Linked DNA regions of Mus musculus: region 1 is linked to region 2. A link is a contact called in public HiChIP or PLAC-seq data. All regions are on one chromosome and are shown on one strand. The core of a region is the stretch at or near the end of the contact, and the rest is flanking DNA. Distances in the headings are between cores, read along the strand shown.

The links. HiChIP or PLAC-seq counts read pairs in DNA pulled down with a chosen protein or histone mark.
Region 1: a contact with region 2 is called in an H3K27ac HiChIP or PLAC-seq map of embryonic stem cells, with 5 read pairs. The contact joins the enhancer-like site here to the promoter of Pcsk1n in region 2. A contact is called at or near these places in 1 of 39 promoter capture datasets (neural stem cells), 1 of 115 datasets of contacts at active chromatin or transcription factors (embryonic stem cells) and 2 of 9 other capture datasets (adipose tissue and liver).

What each region holds. Positions count from the first base shown.
Region 1 is chrX:8,162,911-8,169,477 of GRCm38.p6, reverse strand. The region is part of intron 3 of Tbc1d25 (TBC1 domain family, member 25); the gene reads left to right. Among named protein-coding and RNA genes, the nearest start is that of Tbc1d25, 9.7 kb to the left of the region's middle. Within about 2 kb of position 1,592, at least 33 of the 459 cell types and tissues checked have an H3K27ac peak or open chromatin away from gene starts, as enhancers often do. A contact at or near this core is called in embryonic stem cells, where this site is marked.
Region 2 is chrX:7,918,519-7,924,825 of GRCm38.p6, reverse strand. It overlaps Pcsk1n (proprotein convertase subtilisin/kexin type 1 inhibitor), which reads right to left and starts at 5,004. Exons shown (of 3, transcript NM_013892.3): 1 at 4,782-5,004; 2 at 2,312-2,778; 3 at 416-1,918. The coding sequence starts at 4,895. The coding sequence ends at 1,723. It overlaps Eras (ES cell-expressed Ras), which reads left to right. Exons shown (of 2, transcript NM_181548.2): 2 at 1-550. The coding sequence ends at 334.

The DNA.
Region 1 (6,567 bases), core at 343-2,842, 250 kb before region 2:
TGACGAATCAGTTTTCCCCTCACTATTTCCATCTCTTACTTGCCAGGTTCCAGGGTAAGCGTGGTCTGTTTCTGAATTTTTAAAAATTTTCTTATTCTGATCTCTTCATTTACAAATGTCCTTAAAAGGACTAGCAAGCAAAATTGATGGAGAGAAAAAAACAGCTCCCTGAAGCCATGGGAGGACACAAAAATGAGCTGCCTTAAACTTGTATGATACTTATTTTGTATATGTGTGTGTGTGTCCACAGACATACCAAAGAATGCATGTGTAGGTCAGAAGACAACTTTCAGAAGTCAGTTCTTCCTTCTCTCGTGGGAGTCTTGGGGATTGAATTTAGCTCATCAACCTACTGAGCCATGCTGCATGGGCTCACATGCACCTGCATGCCATGGCATGCATGGTACACAGAGGACAACTTGTGGGATGCTGTCCTTCCACCATGTGGGTTCTGCAGGTTGAACCAGGTCACTAGACTTGGTAACAGGCACCTCTGCCTGTTGGTCCATCTCACTGGCTGTGTGGGGCCTTCCTTTCCTTTGTTTCCTAACAGGCTCTAACTGTATAGTTCAGGCTGCCTTGGCCTTCCTTCTAGGTGCTAAGATTCCAAGTATAAAACACCACATTCAGGTTATGAAAGTTTTAGTGTTTCCTTTCATAAAAATGTTACTTTCTGGATTTGTTTCAGTACTGGGAATGGAAGCCAGAGCCTTGCACATGGTAGACAAGCACTTTTCCACTGAGCCATCTCCCCAGCCCTAAAATGTTTCATGAAAGTCTTATAAGGGTTTTCTTCTTGTTTGCATATGTGTTCATAGGTGTGCATTTGTGTGAGTATGTGATGTACATGTGCAGGAGTTTGGAGACCAGGGATCAGTGTTGCTCGTCTTCCTCCATCACTTGTCCATGTAACTCTGCCAACAGGGTCTTTTACTAAAAGTTGAGCCTGCTGACTGGCTCCATGGCTGGCCAGGAAGCAGAAGTAAGATGCTTCTGCTTTTATTACTTCACTGCTCCAAGTACAGGCTTTCGCCTATCATCTGTTTGCATGTGTGAATCTGTGTGTGTGTGTGTGTGTGTGTGTGTGTGTGTGTGTGTGTGTGTGTGTGTGTGTGAAACACATGTGGAAGTCAGAGGACAGTTTTTCAAGAGTCAGTGTTTCCTTCCTCTTCGTTAAGGCCGGGTCTCTTTTTCTCTTGCTATACTGTATACTCCTAGGCTAGCTGGCCCGGCAATTTCAGGCAATTCTTTTCTCTACTAGCCTATTTTGCCACAGGAGTACTGGGATTATAGATGGGAATGCATACCACAACATCTGTCTTTTTGAGGCTAGAAGTCAGGTCACTGGACTTGAGCCATCTCACTAGCCCACCCCTGGCTTTAGCCTGCAGCAGAGATACAAACTGTTATACTTATACCGCAAGTGCTTCACCAATTCAGCCAACTTCCCAGGGCCTATTCTTATTTAACTGAATTAATTTGTCATTTTAATTTGTCTCCATTAAAATGCTAAGGAGAGGACTAGGTGTGGTAGCACATGCCTTTAATCCCAGCACTCGGGAGGCAGAGGCAGGCGGATTTCTGAGTTTCTGTGTAGACCAGGCTGGCCTTCAACTCAGAGATCTGCCAGCCCCTGCCTTCCTCTGCCTCCTGAGTGCTGGGACTAAAGGCATGTGCCGCCACTGCCCCAGCGAAGTTAAAATTCAGGGCCTACAGGAATGTTTAGTGACTCAGAGAATATACATTTGTAGCAGAGGACCCAAGTTCAGTTCCCAACACTCAGGTCAGGTGAAGTGTCTGGTCTCAGTGAGCACCGGCACCTCATAGACTTTCAACTGAAAAGCTTTTTAATATGTAAAAGAGAAATTAATGGAGTGCTGAGAGAGAGAGAGAGAGAGAGAGAGCGCGCGTGAGAGCGTGTGTGTGTGTGTGTGTGTGTGTGTGTGTGTGTGTGTGTGTATGTGTGTGTATGTGTGTGTATGTGTGTGTGTGTATGTGTGTGTGTGTGTGTGTGTGTATATATGTGTGTGTGTGTGTATGTGTGTGTGTATATATGTGTGTGTGTGTGTGTGTGTGTGTATGTATATATGTGTGTGTGTGTGTGTGTGTGTGTTTTCCAAATTGCCAAGTCTGTCTCAGGAGAGCAGAGAGGAGTGAGTGAGGTGCCATGGGGGAGCCCCTTGGTTAAAAGCGAAAGGATACCATCATGGAGGGAGCCTGGAGACTAGCACAGATCTGACTCGCTAACCAAGACCTAAAGCAAGAGCCCAGGTCTCTTTGGCCAGAGGTAAGGAGAAAATAAACACTTTTGTCTAGGAGGAAATAACTCTTCAAGCCCCTGAGGGAATTCTGGCTTCTGTCTAAATGCCTGATCTTGGTAAAAGGAATTTCTTGGGGAAACTGACATGAAACTGTTTAGTAACCTACTAAACACATTCACCTTATTAAAAATAAAAAAATGAGGCCCAGGGGACTGAAAGTTTGTAAGATCAGAGGGTCCTGTGCTGTAGTTGAGTTCAAGGCCAGTGTGGGCAAGTAAACAGTGCGCTCAGGATTTGAGCTACATTTGCTAGGCCCTGAATTCAGTGCCTAGTATTGCGATAATAATCAGAAATGAGCGTGAGGGCCAGCGATAAAGCTTAGTGATAGAGCACTTGCCTAGCATTCGGGAGACCCTGGGTTTGATTCACAGTATCACAGAAAATAAACAGAAATGAAAATGTTTTTAAACAATGCTAGGCCGGGCAGTGGTGGCACACGCCTTTAATCCCAGCACTTGGGAAACAGAGGCAGGCAGATTTCTGAGTTCGAGGCCATCCTGGTCTACAGAGTGAGTTCCAGGACAGCGAGGGCTACACAGAGAAACCTTGCCTCAAAAAGCGAAACAAAACAACACAAAAGTCCTACATACTCTAGGGAACACTATGCTTAACTTTATACATCTCTCTCACACACACACCTTCTGCTTGAGTGATCAGTTTGCTGTATAACCTTACAGGTCCTTTACTCTTTACAAACAAATTTAGTCATATGTAGGGACATGAGAGTATATTCATATTTATATACAATTGGCTTATGATCTACATGTTATACTCTTTTTATAAAACGTTTTAAAGCTATTTGTATTTTATGTACATTGGTGTTCTGCCTACATGTATGTCTGTGTGAGGGTGTCGGATTCCCTGGAACTGGAATTACAAACAGTTGTGAGCTCCAACATGGTTGCTGAGAATTGAACCCAAATGCTTTGGAAGACCATGATATACTCTTAAGTGTCGAGTATATGGACTGTGTAGTATAATATTGTTAATGCCATTCTTTAAAAATAAAAGATTTACTTAAATATACACAGCCTTGTGCCTGCATGTACACCTGCAGCAGAGGGCATCAGATCTAATTATAGATGGTTGTGAGTCACCATGTGGTTGCTGGGACTTGAACTCAGGACCTCTGGAAGAGCAGCCAGTGCTCTTACCCACTGAGCCATCTCTGCAGCCCTGTTAATGGCATTCTTGAGATCATATTGCTTTCCTTATTTATTTTCTGTGTATAGGTGTTTTGCCTGCATGTGAATATGTGCACCATGTGCATGCCTGGTGCCCAGGGAGGACAGAAGAGGATTAGAGATCTTGGGGCTGGAGTTACAGATAGTTGTGGGCTGCAGTGTGTGTGCTAGGAATAGAACTAAGGTCCTCTATTATGAGCCCAGTGGCTCATAACAGCTGAGCCATCTCTCCAGCCCCTTGAGTCCATTTTCATGGCTCTGAAAGCAACAAGCATGTGACTCAGTGGAAGGTTGAGTCTCTCTGAGGAGCCCATTTCGCCTCTACACTTGGTAGATTATCAAGCCAGGACCTTGAACCAATTTGGACATTTGTGATAATTTTCTTTATATTATTATTATTATTATTATTATTATTATTGCTACTAATAGTTTCCTTGTTTGTCTGTCTCTCTCTCTATCTATCTGGGTTTTTTGAGCCAGGGTTTCTCTGTGTAGCCCTGGCTGTCTTGGAACTCACTCTGTAGACCAGTCTGGCCTCAAACTCAGACATCTGTCTGCCTCTGCTTCCTGAGGCCAGCCTGGCCTACACAGAGAAATCCTTGAAAAGCAAAAAAAAAAAAAAAAAAAAAAAGAAAGAAAAAAAAACTGTCTGGGGCTGGAGATGTAACTTAATAGTATAAGAATGCTTATACAGGGCTGGAGAGATGGCTCAGTGGTTAAGAGCACTGACTGCTCTTCTGAAGGTCCTGAGTTCAAATCCCAGCAACCACATGGTGGCTCATAACCATCTGTAATGAGATCTGACGCCCTCTTCTGGAGTCTCTGAAAACAGCTACAGTGTACTCACATATAGTAAATGAATAAGTAAAAAAAAAAAAAAAAAAAAAAAAGAATGCTTGTACAGTAGTAGTATGCATAAGTCCTCTACAATGCTCACCGAAACAGCTGGGTAGAGGACCACATGTCTGTGATCCTAGCAATCAAGAAGCAGAAAGAAGCAAAGACAGGAGGATTATTGTAAGCCCCTGCAATCGGGCTGAGACAGAAGGATTTCTGTGAGCTCAAGGCCAGCTTAGGCTACATAATCAGAAACTTTCTCCCTCTTTCTCCCCCAACACAAAGGGAAAACAATTGAGATAGTTGCGAGATTGAGGCAGAGATGACAAGTTTAAGACCTGCCTGCGCAGTGGGTTCATGGTCAGCCTAGGCAGCTTAGTGAGGCCATCTCAAAACAAAAAACAAAAAGCTCTAGGGCTGGGGCTGGATGCTGGCTCAGTAAGAGGACTCGCTGCTACTGCAGAAACCTGGCTTCAGTTCCCAGCAACCATATGCTAGCTTAAAACTGTCTTTAACTCAGGTTCCAGGGGCTCTGCTGCCTTCTTCTAGCCTCCATAGGCACCAGGCTTGCACAAAGTGTACAAGCATGCGTGCAGGTAAATCCACTCATACACATAGAGAGAAATATATTTTAGAAAGAAAGAAAAGGTATGGGCTGGAAAGCTGGCTCAGCAGTTAAGAACTCATAGTGCTTTCAGAGGATCTGAGTTCTGCTGCTTCCCAGCACCAACAATGCAGCAGCTCATGGCTGCCTGTAACTCTAGCTCCAAAGACTTTTATACCTTCTTTATACCCCTTAGGGGTGTGTGTGTGTGTGTGTGTGTGTGTGTGTGTGTGTGTGTGTGTGTGTGTACCACCTACATGCCTGGTGTCCTTGGAGGCCAGAGGAAGGCATTGGACCCCTTAGAACTGGAATTAAGGTGATTGTGAGCCACTGTGTAGGCCCTGGAAGTACAAGGACCTCGGGAAGAAGTTAGTGGTGTTTGTTTGTTTGTTTGTTGTTTGTTTGAGACAGGGTTTCTCTGTATAGCTCTGTATAGCTCTGGCTGTCCTGAAACTCACTTTGTAGACCAGGCTGGCCTCGAACTCAGAAATCCACCTGCCTCTGCCTCCCAAGTGCTGGGATTAAAGGCATGCACCACCACGCCTGGCTAGTGGTCTTAATCACTGAGCCATCTCTCTAGCCATATATATGTATGTATGTGTGTGTGTGTGTGTGTGTAACTATATATATATAACACACACTTTTTTTTAGATGGGGTCTTACTATGTAGCCCTGGCTGGCTTGAAACTTACAGAGGTTCACCGGCCTCTTCTTCCCAAGTGCTGGGATTTACATAGGGCTAACACTATTATGTTTAATGACAGTGATTTTTGTGGTCAGTTTTAATTTTTAAAAAAGCCTTTGTCATCCTCCTGATGTTCTTTTTCTTAGCTATTCTTAAACATGAATTTGTTCTTGTGAATCTTAAAATAATTTCATGCAGTTTCAGGGGGAAAACATTAGAATTCTGGGGTTTTTTTTTTTTTTGTTTTTGTTTTTTTGTTTTTGTTTTTGTTTTTTGTTTTTTTTTTTTGGTTTTTCGAGACAGGGTTTCTCTGCGTAGCCCTGGCTATCCTGGAACTCACTCTGTAGACCAGGCTGGCCTCGAACTCAGAAATCCACCTGCCTCTGCCTCCCGAGTGCTGGGATTAAAGGCGTGGGCTACCACACCCGGCCTTTCTGATTTCTATATTAGTTTAAGGTTTGGCAAGTTTGACAACTTTATGATGAAAATGTAGTATGTATCATATATATTATATAATACCACAGATAGGGTCTGGGCCAGAAGCCCATATTGAAATGCTTGGATGTGTCTGCAGGAAATGTGTGCACACTCACCCAAAGTGGGTTATGTAAAGACTATTTATAGCCTCTGTTAGCCCATGCCAGGTTTTCTCACTCGACAGGTTTGTGTTTGCAGAAATCCTGTGCCTGTTTTTAAACACACTTTCAATTTCCCTACTGTTTATCAGTATTTCATAAATGGTTTCTCTTTCCCCGTTGACTCCTTTTAGCCTTTGAAAGTATATTTGTTCTCTCACTCCCTACCTCCTTTCCTCGTACCACCCCCGTTTTTCTTTGTTTCCTCTCTTCTCCCTGCTTCCTCTCTTGGTCTCATACAATCCTTCCTTCTCTGCCCCCCAAGTACCAGCATTATAGGTTTTAGGTATGGGCTACTAGT
Region 2 (6,307 bases), core at 3,755-6,254:
GGGCGTCTTTGCTCTTGACGACCCCTCGTCTCTGGACCAGTTGCAGCAGATATGGTCCACCTGGACCCCTCACCACAAGCAGCCTCTGGTACTAGTGGGCAACAAGTGTGACCTGGTGACCACTGCTGGAGATGCTCATGCTGCCGCAGCCCTCCTTGCTCACAAGTTGGGGGCCCCCTTGGTGAAGACCTCAGCCAAGACGCGGCAAGGTGTGGAGGAAGCCTTTGCCCTGCTTGTCCATGAGATTCAGAGGGCCCAGGAGGCTGTGGCCGAATCAAGCAAGAAGACCCGACACCAGAAAGCCGTGTGTAGCTGTGGCTGCTCTGTAGCCTGAAGATCTTTGTCTAGCAAATTGACCCTTGTCTCATGTCAAGGTGACAATTCTCTTGTAATAAGATTTCCCTCTCCGACCAAGTTACCACAGACATCTTTTTATTGTCATTTGGTGAGAAGTTACGTGGTAACATGGGACATCCCTCATTGACTGTGTTTTATGAAACTCTATGCAAAATTAAATAAATGTTCTCAGGATTCAAAGCTTCCTTTATACTAAATCTTTGTTTTTCTTTTCTTCTTGCCTTTTCTGGAGACAGGTTCTTACTATGTAGCCCCGCTGGAAGTTCAAGAGATCTTCCAGGATAGCCAGAGCTACAATAGTGAGACTGCTTCCAAAAGGAAGACAAAGTTGAAAACTCAGCAGTTAGGATTTTTTTTTTTAAATAGAGTTTCTCCATGTAACTCTCCTGGAACTCACTTTGTAGATTAGTCTGGCCTTTAAGGCACAGAGATTTACCTGCCACTGCCTCCAGTGTGCTGGGATTAAAAAGACATATACCACCGGGCCCAACAGCAGTTAAGAATATTTTTAAAAAGAAGGAGCCAAGTGTGGCAGTCACCTTTAATCCCAGCTCTCAGGGAAGCAGGCAGATGAATCTCTGAGTTTGAGGCTAGCCTGGTGTACCGAGTGAGTTTCAGGACAACCAGGATTACATAGTAAGACTGGGTATCAATTTTTTTTTAATAGGAAAAAAAAAAGCCTTGAGAAACTGCCCAACCGTGCTTTGGATACACCTCAAAACAAACAAAACAACCTCCTTCCTTGTCCAACACAAGACAGTGACAGGAAGGGTAAGAAAGGACTATGAAGTGCAAAAACTTGCACATACTGAGAATAGAACAAGTGGCCAGGGCAAAGGCAATGGTTGGAGTGAATATTCAGAGCCCCGTGTAAGCAGTGCTTGGCAGTTGCTGATACAGTGCTGGATGTCTGTGATCCACCTGGGGCCCTCACAACAAGCCTGGTCCTGGCAGACCACGAGTGAATCCATAGCCCCTTGGCTAAGTGCTGTGGACCCCTGGCAGACGCTGAAAGTAACCTCAGAGCCTCCCAGGGAACCCGCCTCAGTGAAGCCTAGAAGGGTAGCCCAGGCACCCGGTGAGACCCGCAAAGTCCAGAGGAAGCAGGCATGTATTCCTTACCAGTACAGGTCCCAAACAGTACTGTGCTGTCCTCAGTAGGACAGCCACTATTCCATTATCATTGTCACCCAGCCCACCGGCCCCCTAGTACAGGGCGCTCAGACAAACAGCTGCTACAGATGGCATTTATTGAGGGCTCAGGGGATGGGAGGTTGCTGGGGTAAGCAGCCTTGGACGTGCTGGCAGGGAGTCAGGGTTGCTGGGGCGCTCCTGGGTTCCAGGGCGTGCAGGATGCAGCAGCGCTCAGGGAGGCAGGAGGCGGCGTGCCGGCGCCTGGGGCGAGGGGTTCTCCAGGCGTTTGACGCGTAGCAGAGCCCCCAGTACGTTCTCAGGGGGCACCTCGGGACCCAAATCCTGGTCCACAGATCGGCGGAGGCGGCGCGGGGCAGGAGCAGCCTCTGGCTCCGAACTTCCGGTGAGGATCCGCCCTAGCAAGTACCTGCAAGGATTGCGGAATGCGGTCAGGATGTATTTGCCATCGCTGTGGTTCAGAACCCGGACAAGGCAATTTTCTAATTCCGTATGGCTTGTAACCCTCACTCGAGCCTGCGGAACTCACCACTACTTTCCGAGGAAGTCAGAGGTCCCGGCCTTCCATTCCAGAAACTGCCCACCACCAGGACCACTTCCTGCAGAAACCGATCCACCACCACTCCGGGGAGCCCTTACTCCTGCATTGTCCCACCAGTCAGGGGTCCCTGGGCTTCCGTCCCCTTGTACTCAGGACCCGCGACCTCACTTCTCAGGCTCCAGCGCAGCACTTTAGTAGTGATTTTACCCCCAGTGCATGAAGCCCTCTGCCCTTGCCCTCCCTCCCCCTTGGTCCCCGCACCTCAGCAGCTCAGGGTCCACGTCAGGAGTCTCGTCGCCGGCATCCTCGACGTCTGGGCCAGTGGGGCCATCATCATACACTGGGGGCCGGGGTCGCGGCGCAGCGGCAGGGGCGGGGACAAGTTGGGCTGCCAGGGCGGCCGGGTCTAGGCGAGCTCGGAGCAGAGCACGGGCGAGCTGTGCAGCTGGAGCGTCCGGGTCATCGTCGGGGGCCAAGGGCGGGTCCGAGGCACGCGGAGAGCCCCAGGCGCGCAGCAGCTGCGCCAGGACACGCGCCTGCTGATCCTCAGCCTCCTGCGCCTCAGCACGCGCGCGTTCCTGTCTCTCGGCCTCCAGCAGGTGCGCCAGCGCCCGCGCCAGCTCCTGCACCGCACCCGCCGCCTCTCCTCGGGGCACGGCCCGACGCAAGCGGAGGGGAGTGCTCGTCTCAACCAAGGGCGCGGATGCTGCGCTCAGACTGCGGGGCTCCTGTGAGAAGATGGGGTGAAGGAAAAAAATATCGTCATTGTCTGGCCAGAGATGCACAACTAGGGGTGGGGCTCCATGGATTTTCAATGACCACCTCATTCACTGGGCCCCTCCAAAATTCCTATCGTGTCTAAGGTCCCGGGAAACCCCTAAATATCTCCAAGGGCACTTCAGACCACTAGAACACCTCTAGGATTCACACAATCTCAAAACTTGTCCTGAATCCTCTGGATGCTATGCTGTTACCGTTAGTTTCTTTTCTCTTCTTCGTTTTTTTTGGGGGGGGGGTTGGGGCAGGTGCCAGGTTTGGAATAACACTATAACATTTCTCTGTTGGAAATTAAACTTGCAAAAATAAGCCAGGTGTGGGAGAGTTCACGCCTTTAATTCCCAGCCTACGCAGGCAGATCCCTGAGTTTCAGGCCAGCCTCCTCTACAAAGGGAGCTCCAGGGCAGCCTGGACTACAGAGAGAAATCCTACCTCAAGAAACAAAACAAAATTTTGCAAAAATCATTTTGAAAGAGAAATTGCCTGTGTCTCAAGAGAAGAATGGGTTGGGTGTTACAGTCAGCCTGCAGGATGTAAATTCTTGAAACATCACAGCAGCATTTTTATAACAGCATAAAAGTAGGGGGTGGGGTGAAGGAAAGAACAGCACGGAAATAAACAATGACTTAGTAGGATACTCATGATACACACATGGAAGATGATAATGCGCACCAATAAATTAACTATAACTGTACACTTCAATATAAATGAATCTCACACACACACACAAAGGCAAATTCTAGAATCCCACTGCAGATGACCTAAGTCTATCAAAGCCAAGGACTTCTTAGTGACCCCTAGTGACCATCAGGAAGCAGATGCCTAGCTTGATTGCATTTCTCGGATGTTCCAGAAGCAGGAGGAATGAAACAATGGGTCGTTTAAAGATGAGCTGCAAAGCAAAGAACGGACTCAATGGGTGGAAAATAGAAGGTAATGCCTATGGGGGGCGCGAGGCTATCAAATGGTTTTAAAAATTCTCCTCTGATCTCTCAACAGCTTTGAAGAGGTAGAGGAGCAAGCTGCTCCACGTGCCCTTGATCAGCACCCACCACTCTCAGCGCCGGGGAAATCACCCACCAGCAATCCCTACACACACACACACACACACACACAGCCCTTAAAATGTCACACATTTTAACCCAACACTGCCATATCCACTGCGAGAAGTGGTCTTTTTTTCGTGCCTGTGTGTACATTCCTGTTGGCGAAATGATCTTCAGTTACTCTACCTGAGCCAACCAAGGACATGCATCGTCTTTAAAAACACAATGCAGAGACATCATGGCTTCTTTCCCTGCAATGACACAGCTCCACAAAGAAGAAGAAGAAAAAAAAGGAAACTGTCTCGTGGATGCACGTAGAAGAACCCAAGTACTCAGTTTACCCAAGCCACCATGAAATATGTACCCCAAGGTACAAGGACCACTCCTTCTAAAATAAAAACAAATGAACACAGAAACACACAAGTACACAGAAAGATACGCCCATATACTACGTCACCACCCATAAGAATTCACAAATATACACACTGTACCACTAAGAAAGCAACCAGGCCCGCAAAAAGTCAACCAGAAGCATCCCTAGTATTGTAGGGCATTCAGGGGCAGTCAAACCAAAGGTCACACTGAAAAGAAACAATGCCTATACACTTCGGTCATCACATCACAGGCTTAGATATCTTTTCTGAATACACCCTAGTGCCACGGACAGCTCCACGGGCCACCCGTGGATCGAGATTAAACCAGGCCCCAGATGCTGAGGGATGGGCAGGGCGCCCTGAACAACATCATCCTCACATCCTGAAACTGCCCCTGGCCTGCGCGGGGCTGTCAGCTGCAGGCCAGGTCACCCTAGCCAAGCCCTATGCGCATACCTGTGAAAATACCTCATTAACACTTTCCCCCATCTTCCTCCCCACCCCACCCCCACCCCCTGCTGACTGAGGTCGCACCTTCACGGGCCTCGCTGACAGGGTGGGGGGCAGCCTCAGAAGGCCCAAGAGCAGCAGCACCAAAATGCCGACGCCCCCGGCCCGCGGCCCGCAGAGCAGCGGCGACCCCGCCATGCTGCCCCAACGAGCCGGGCTCCGGACGGGCGGACTGGCTGTCAAGTGCGCAGCGATGGGTATTAGGCACAGCAGCAGCGCTCTGCGGCTGCGCACATCCAGGAGCCTGCCCCCTCCCCGCGTCCCCGTCCCCCCCACTCCCGCCCCACTGTCTCCTACTGTACGCAGGCGCAGAATTAGGGCTCTGGCCTTCTCTTCATCCTGCGCATCGCCATGGAGATGTCCAAGGGGCAAAGTGGAGAACAGAAGTCTGCACTGGCGGTTGCCATGGCAGTATAAGGGCAGTTGCTAGGGCAATAGACCTTGCTGTTGAATTACCAGACAGACAAGGGAAATTGACTCAGTGGGCTGAAATCAGGCTCTGGTCTCTGTCCTTGGGGAGACAACAGACTATACTCTTGTTTGATGGATAAACAATTACTGGCTGCATGCTGTGGACCACGATGTTCACAGAGAAATGAACCCAGATGACATGGCCACTGGCAGCTCAGTTCATATTGCTATGGATTAGCCTCATGCCAGAATAAAGCTATTACTAACAACTGCAACCTCAGAATGACACTTAAAGATCTACAGGCGTGATATTAAGTAGGAGCTTACTAAATGCTCCCTTCATTTCATTTCTCTCACTGTGCTCTCGTTTCCACAGGTATTCTGTGGCAATTGTGCACCCCTACTCACACACAACAAATATGTAAATGTTTTTTAAATGATACAACAAAAGGTTGAAAGAGCCAGGCCTAGTGGCACAGGCTTGCCATCCCCAACCACTTGGGAGGCTAAAGAAGAAGGTTCTCCACTTCAAGGCCTGTCTGGACTACATCTAGTTCAACAGTCTAGGGATGTAGTTCATCTGGTACAGTTTTTGCCTAGCATATACAAAGCCCTAGGTTTGATTCTGGGCACCCCATAAACTGGGTGTGGCAGTGCAGCCCTCATCTATGATGTAGCCTTCTTTTTTCCTTTGAACAGTTCTCTACATAGCCCCGTGGCTGTCCAAGAACTTACTATGTAATCTAGGCTAGCCTTGAATTGACAGAGATGTGCAGATCTGCCTCCTGAGGGCTGGGATTAAAGTCATAAAATGCTGTGCCCCACACAAAGCAGGCTCTAGACCAGCAAAAACACACAAATAGTTTAAGGCCAGCCTGTACAATGTAATGAGATCCTATCGCAAAATCAAAAGTGAAAAGGGGGATTTGAGTGGGTAGCTCCATCAAAGGGGTCTTGCCCAGCACGAATCCCCAGTGGGGCAAGAGGGAAGGGGGCTGGAGAGAGAAGCCCAAGCTCTGCGGTAAAGCATAAACACGAGTTCCATGCCACCACCATAGGAAGAGACAAAACGTCCCCAACCCAGGAATGGTTGGCACATTCCTGTAACCTTCCTTGGTACCAGGAGGCAGAGGCAGGAG